Regions from separate parts of the Ovis aries genome. Here region 2 is linked to region 1. The links are chromatin contacts, called in public Hi-C maps. All regions are on one chromosome and are shown on one strand. The core of a region is the stretch at or near the end of the contact, and the rest is flanking DNA. Distances in the headings are between cores, read along the strand shown.

Region 1 (2,700 bases), core at 186-2,685:
CCTGGGGTTGGTGTGAAATCTGGGCACCCTCGCCACTCCTGAGCTCTGTCTCATTTCTGTTTCAATTACACACCTGTCAAACAGGTTATTCCTGGAATTCAGACTGTATAATCCTCACCCTGTAATTCTTCCTGCTCCTGCTACCCAAACACACAGCCCTCCCCTGTTCCCCAAAATATGCGCCCATCGGTAGAACGTATGCTGGTGATAAAGCAGAACCAGGTATCAGCAAACTCCGCTCCCTGGGCTCCCGGCGAACATTCAAACAAGGCAACACGAAGACAATTCTCAAGGCCAAGGCAGTGCTTTGGGATAATCACAGGCGAGGCCTGCCTATTCTGAATTTTAATGAACACACTAACTCCGAAGGCCAGATCTGGGAAAAACGGGGGTGGGGGGGGGGGGGGGGGGCATGTAGGCTGCCTGATGGAAAAAAAAAAAAAACGCTTTTCCATTTTATGGAAGTGCATGCCTGAGAGTGGAGCGTTATTTCCTTATCTGAGAGCCAGGAAATGAGGTCTTTTCAGGCCAGTGTGAATATAAACTCTGCTAAAAAACAGCGGGACGACGAGGCAAGCCCCCTCTCCCAACTTCAGCCGCGCGGCGTGGCCTCCGGGCGGCGGCGTGTCCATCCCCCGGCGCCCCCGGACCAGAAGTTTCAACCCGTCCCCGGGAAACAAAGGAGGCGCCCGCACCGACCTTATAGACTTGTCCGTAGGTGCCATTTCCCACCACTTCTACCAGCTCGAAAATCCCCGCCGGATCCTGGAGGAGAAGGAGGGGAGGGGTGAGCGTCGGAAAGCAGCACAACAATGAATAAAGCAGCAGGACAGCCGGAGAGAAAGGGCGGCGACCCCGGCGGTGGGCTTCGTGCGGTGGGGTCGCGGGAGCCCAAGGGCCGCGATCCGGGGGCCGGGGGTCCCGGGCGGCGGCGGCGCCGGCGAAGGGTCGCGCCCCGGGGGCCCCCGCACCCGTCGACGCGGGCAGACAAAGGGGCCGCCGTACCCGCGGTTCTTCCCGCGGCGGCGCCCGGGCGGCCAGGGCGCGGCCCCGGGTCCCCGCGCGCCCCGCGCCCCGCGCCCGGGTGCTCCTGGGCCGCCACTCACCCGCAGGGAGGACAGGTCGATGTCCACCAGACTTTTGGCAGGGGAGTCGTTCGCCATCTTCCCTTTCTGCCTCCGCGGATCGGCCACGATCAGTAGGTCTCCGGCGTGTTTCTGGGCGTCGGAGGCCCGGCGGGCGGCGCGGGCCCGCGGGCGAGGCCGGGGGCGGCGGGCGGGGCGAGCGCGGGTGGGCGGCGGCGGCGGCGGCGCTCACTCCATGGCCGGGGCGGCCGGCAGGCCCCCGGGCGTCGCCCGCGCCTCAGGCCCCGGCCCCGCGCCCCGCGCGCGCCTGCACTAGCGGCCCGGAGCAGGGGCCGCGGCGCCGCCGAGTGTGGAGCCCAGAGCGCGAGGCCGCCAGACAAAGATGAGCGGGGGGCGGGGGCGGTGGCGGCGCGGGAGGAGGAGACACGGGACACCGAAATCGCACTCGGAGGAGAGCGAACAGCTCCCCCTTTCCTCCTCTGGCAGGAAAAGCGGGCGGAAGCGCGCTCGCGCCCGGAGGCGGCAGGGCGGGGGGCGCGGGGTGGGGCCCGGGCGGCGACCGCGCGCGGGGCCGGAGGGGGGCGCACCCGGGACAAAGGGAAGCCAGCCCGGACCCCCCACCTCCCTGCCTCGGGCGGAGGGGCGGGCCGACCCCCGCCCCCGCGGAGCCCCGCCCCGCCGCGCCCCGCCCCGCCCCGCCGGGATCCCGGAGCTGGAGGGTCCGCCCGGCCCCCGCGCCCCCCTTCTTCCCTTCGCGTCCCCCACCGCCGAGTCTGCCCCTGAAGACCCTCGTTTCCGGTTTCCCTAGCGGCTTCTCGGGTCCTTTCTCTTCTTTTCCAGGCTGAACCGGTGACCTCGTTGTAGTTGGGGATTCGCCGAGCATCACTCGGCCGACGCGTCCCGAGACTTTAGGCGGAAACTGAATCCGAACCGCTCCGTTCACTGCCTTGCCCCGAGTTCCTCACTGTGGACGAGGCGAGGACCAGGAGTCTTGCCCCAAGTTCTGTGCCTAGAGATCGCTGAGGAGCGATGGACAGGCTTCTTCCGGCAACTTTGGAAGCCAGTCAGCAGTTAGACAGTTTCATCCTGTTTAACGTGAATAAATGGTCTGCAAACAGTCATTGCATCACTGTCACTCCGCTGGCCAAACACCCTAATGGCTCCGTATTCCCTCACCGCAGGGTCCAAGAATCACCGAAAGGGACTGCAAAGGCGCTGATCGCCTACCCCACCTCCAGAGTTTGATCCACCAAGTGTGGGGTAGGCCTGAGAGGCCTCATTCTCTGTACAGGCGATGCTGAGTTGCTGCGACGGGAAGTTTGAGAACTGGGGCTCACAGGATGAAACTCCAAGGCCTTTGCGATCGGGCTTCGCCAGCATCATTATTTACCAGTACTTAGTTTACACACAGTGTCTACTGAAGCCCTCCTATGGCCCTAGGGTGATGCTAACCTCATTTTAGGGCTGAGGAAGCTGAAAGAGAAGTTGTTGTTCAGTCAAGTCTGAGAGACTCTTTGTGACCCCCATGGACTGCATCGTGCCAGGCTTCCCTATCCTTCATTGTCTCCCAGAGTTTGCTCAAACTCATGTCCATTGAGTAGGGACGCCATCCAAC
Region 2 (2,736 bases), core at 108-2,607, 98 kb after region 1:
CTAAGTGATAGTCTTTCATCTTACAGCTTTGCTGCCTATATGCCTAATCAGACCCTCAGTGGTGAAGCCGAAGGTTAGCAGGAATTGTTTTTCAAACATGGAGCCAGAAGATAAAAAGGAAATCCAGTTTCTTGCTCAGAACCTAGGAGCAAAACTGACGACTGACCCTATGATGGTCTTGGCAGTAAGCTGATACACATGAGAAATGACATGGTTTTGAGCAACCTCTTAATTCAACTCAAATGTTTGTGGTCTCACTCCAGCAGATGGAGAAGGAAGTGAAGTGCTTATGTACTGAAATCACTGTCATTATATCTAGAACTGTTATTGCTATTGTCTAGTCGCTCGGTCGTGTCCGACTCTTTGCAACCCCATGGACTACAGCCCACCAGGCTCCTCTGTCCATGGGATTCTCCAGGCAAGAATACTGGAGTGGGTTGCCATTTCCTTCTCCAGGGGATCTTCCTGACCCAGGGATCAAATCCATGTCTCATGCATTGCAGGCAGCTTCTTTACTACTGAGTTACTAGGAAGCTTTATATGATAATGGGGAAGAGGCACCCACACTCCACCCATGGGTGCTGTAAGACTTGAAGATCCACCCAGGAGCCTTACGCCGATGGAGGATGGAGTAGAGTTTGTTTATAATCTGTGTGTCAGGGAGTCCATGACGATGCAGAATGTCAGCTGCAAGCTATCCTTGCAGCTCATGGCTGTGGAACCAGCCTCACTGTCCTTTAGTCACTTTTGTCCCAGAAAATGGGACAAATTGTGAATGAGCCATATACATGCATGGACTCATTCTTATCAAGTCTACGGTGTTATACAGAATCACTGCAGGGCTTTTTCTAGCCTGGCAAGGGGAGCAGAGCATAGAAAATGAGCTTCTTTATTTTAAAAGTTAAATATCTCCGCCCTTGCCCATCATGCCTTTAGGTTGAGAAATATACAAAGAAAAGGAAAGAAAGGGATGAATAAGGCGGCATTAGCAACACCAACCAACCACAAATAGCTGGACAACTTGGTCCAAATTCCTGCTCTTGATGGAATTTTACTTAACAGATTCCTGTGGTCTCTAGTTCCCAGGATCCTGACATTAGGGTAGGGCTTCCCATGATGTATTTATCTACCCGTTCTCAAGGCGGAGACAAAGTGAGGAGGAGAGGGCTGGGAAGAGAGAAGTTCCCTCTATCCAAGGCCACAGGGGGATGAGGCCCCATTTGGGGAAGTGCTTGTTTTATCCAGAGTCCTATTTGTCTCTGGTTTCCAAGAGCTGGAGAAAGAGAGGTGGAAGGAAGGAGAGAGGGAGAAAGAATTCCTCATGTCCACTCTCAACAGGCCCTGGGTTTGAGATGTTACCCCAGAAACAGGACAGGACGCCTCCCATCTTCACTTTGGTGGACACAGAGGAGAACAAGTCTTCTCTGGGCAAAGGTCACTGCCCAATTTGGGCGCCAGCTGGTGCTTTGGTTTCCATTCCCCACGAGAATGAAACAGCTCAGCGTGGACACTGCATACTGACCTCACTAAAAGGACTCAAAGAAAGGACAGCAGTAAGGACTAGTGAGCCCTGCAAGGAAGGCTTCAGGACAGAGGAAGTGCTTCAGCTGGACCCTCGGGGTATTTATGGAAGGATCACTTCTCTAAAGCTGTTTCCTCATCTTTAAAATGAAGAAAGTGGGGGACTTCCCTGGAGGCCCAGTGGTTAGTATTTCACCTTCCAATGCAGGAGGGTGTGGGTTTGGTCCTTGGGCAGGGAGCTCTAAGGGGGCTTCCTCGATGGCTCAGCAGGTAAAGAATCCACCTGCAATGCAGGAGGTGCAGGAGACATAAGTTCCATCCCTGGGTCAGGAACATCCCCTGGAGGAGGAAATGGCAACCCACTCCAGTATTCTTGCCTGGGAAATCCCATGGACAGAGGAGCCTGGCGGGCTGCAGTCCAAAGGGTCTCCAAGAGTCAGACACGACTGAGCGACTGAACAACAACAAGGTTACAACTCCCGACTGTTCCCTGGCTTCGTCACTCTCGGGCCTCTAACTCTCAAGAGTTGTCACAAAGCTACAGAGGGCGGTGAAGAAGGACGCAGACCCTGGGCTCCACCAGGTGCTTTCAGAGCCCAGTTATTAGCTATTAGCTGGGGACTCCTGGTGGGTCCCCTTCTCAACTCTATAATGTGGCCTGTAATACTTAATGAACTATACAACGAACAGTTAATGAAACAGTGCAAGGCCAGGGACTGAACCACTGAACAAGCGTGTTCTTTTTTTTTTTTTTTTGCTGCACTATGTCTTCATTGCTGCACGTGGGCTTTCTCTAGTTGCAGCAAGCTGGGCCACTCTCTGGTTGCTGTGCAGGGCCTTCTCACTGCTGTGACTTCTCGTTGCAGAGTGCAGGCTCCAGACTGGCTGGCTTCAGTAATTGCAGCTTGCGGGCCCAGTCGCTCTGCAGCATGTGTTATCTTCCTGGACCAGGGATCAAACTGTCCCTGCACTGGCAGGTGGATTCTTAACCACTGAACCACTGAAGTTCTGAACAAGTATTCTTGTTCGTCATTTTTTAAGGACACAGCCATGCCAGCCATTAAGCGGTCACCTTCTATCACCCACTGAGGGATGCTGAAAATTTTGAAGTCGTGAATGTTAAAATATATAAACATCTATCAACTAATACATCAGAGCTCCATCTACCTGTCTCTGCTGAGGATGGCTACACTGGGGAAAATGTCTCCTGGGGAA

Evidence for each region. A called contact is a pair of places that touch in the nucleus more often than the background predicts.
Region 2: a contact with region 1 is called in a Hi-C map of skin fibroblasts, with 2.4 times the contacts expected there. The contact joins the enhancer-like site here to the promoter of MAP4K4 in region 1. A contact is called at or near these places in 2 of 16 Hi-C or Micro-C datasets (skin fibroblasts and tail adipose tissue).

Annotation. Positions count from the first base shown.
Region 1 is chr3:99,987,086-99,989,785 of ARS-UI_Ramb_v3.0, forward strand. MAP4K4 (mitogen-activated protein kinase kinase kinase kinase 4) reads right to left here and starts at 1,436. Exons shown (of 31, transcript XM_060412402.1): 1 at 1,107-1,436; 2 at 700-765. The coding sequence starts at 1,163. It overlaps LOC132659419 (a long non-coding RNA gene), which reads left to right. Exons shown (of 2, transcript XR_009599868.1): 1 at 1-787; 2 at 1,926-2,206.
Region 2 is chr3:100,085,519-100,088,254 of ARS-UI_Ramb_v3.0, forward strand. No RefSeq gene overlaps it. Among named protein-coding and RNA genes, the nearest start is that of TRNAE-UUC, 5.7 kb to the right of the region's middle. Within about 2 kb of position 1,358, at least 3 of the 54 cell types and tissues checked have an H3K27ac peak or open chromatin away from gene starts, as enhancers often do.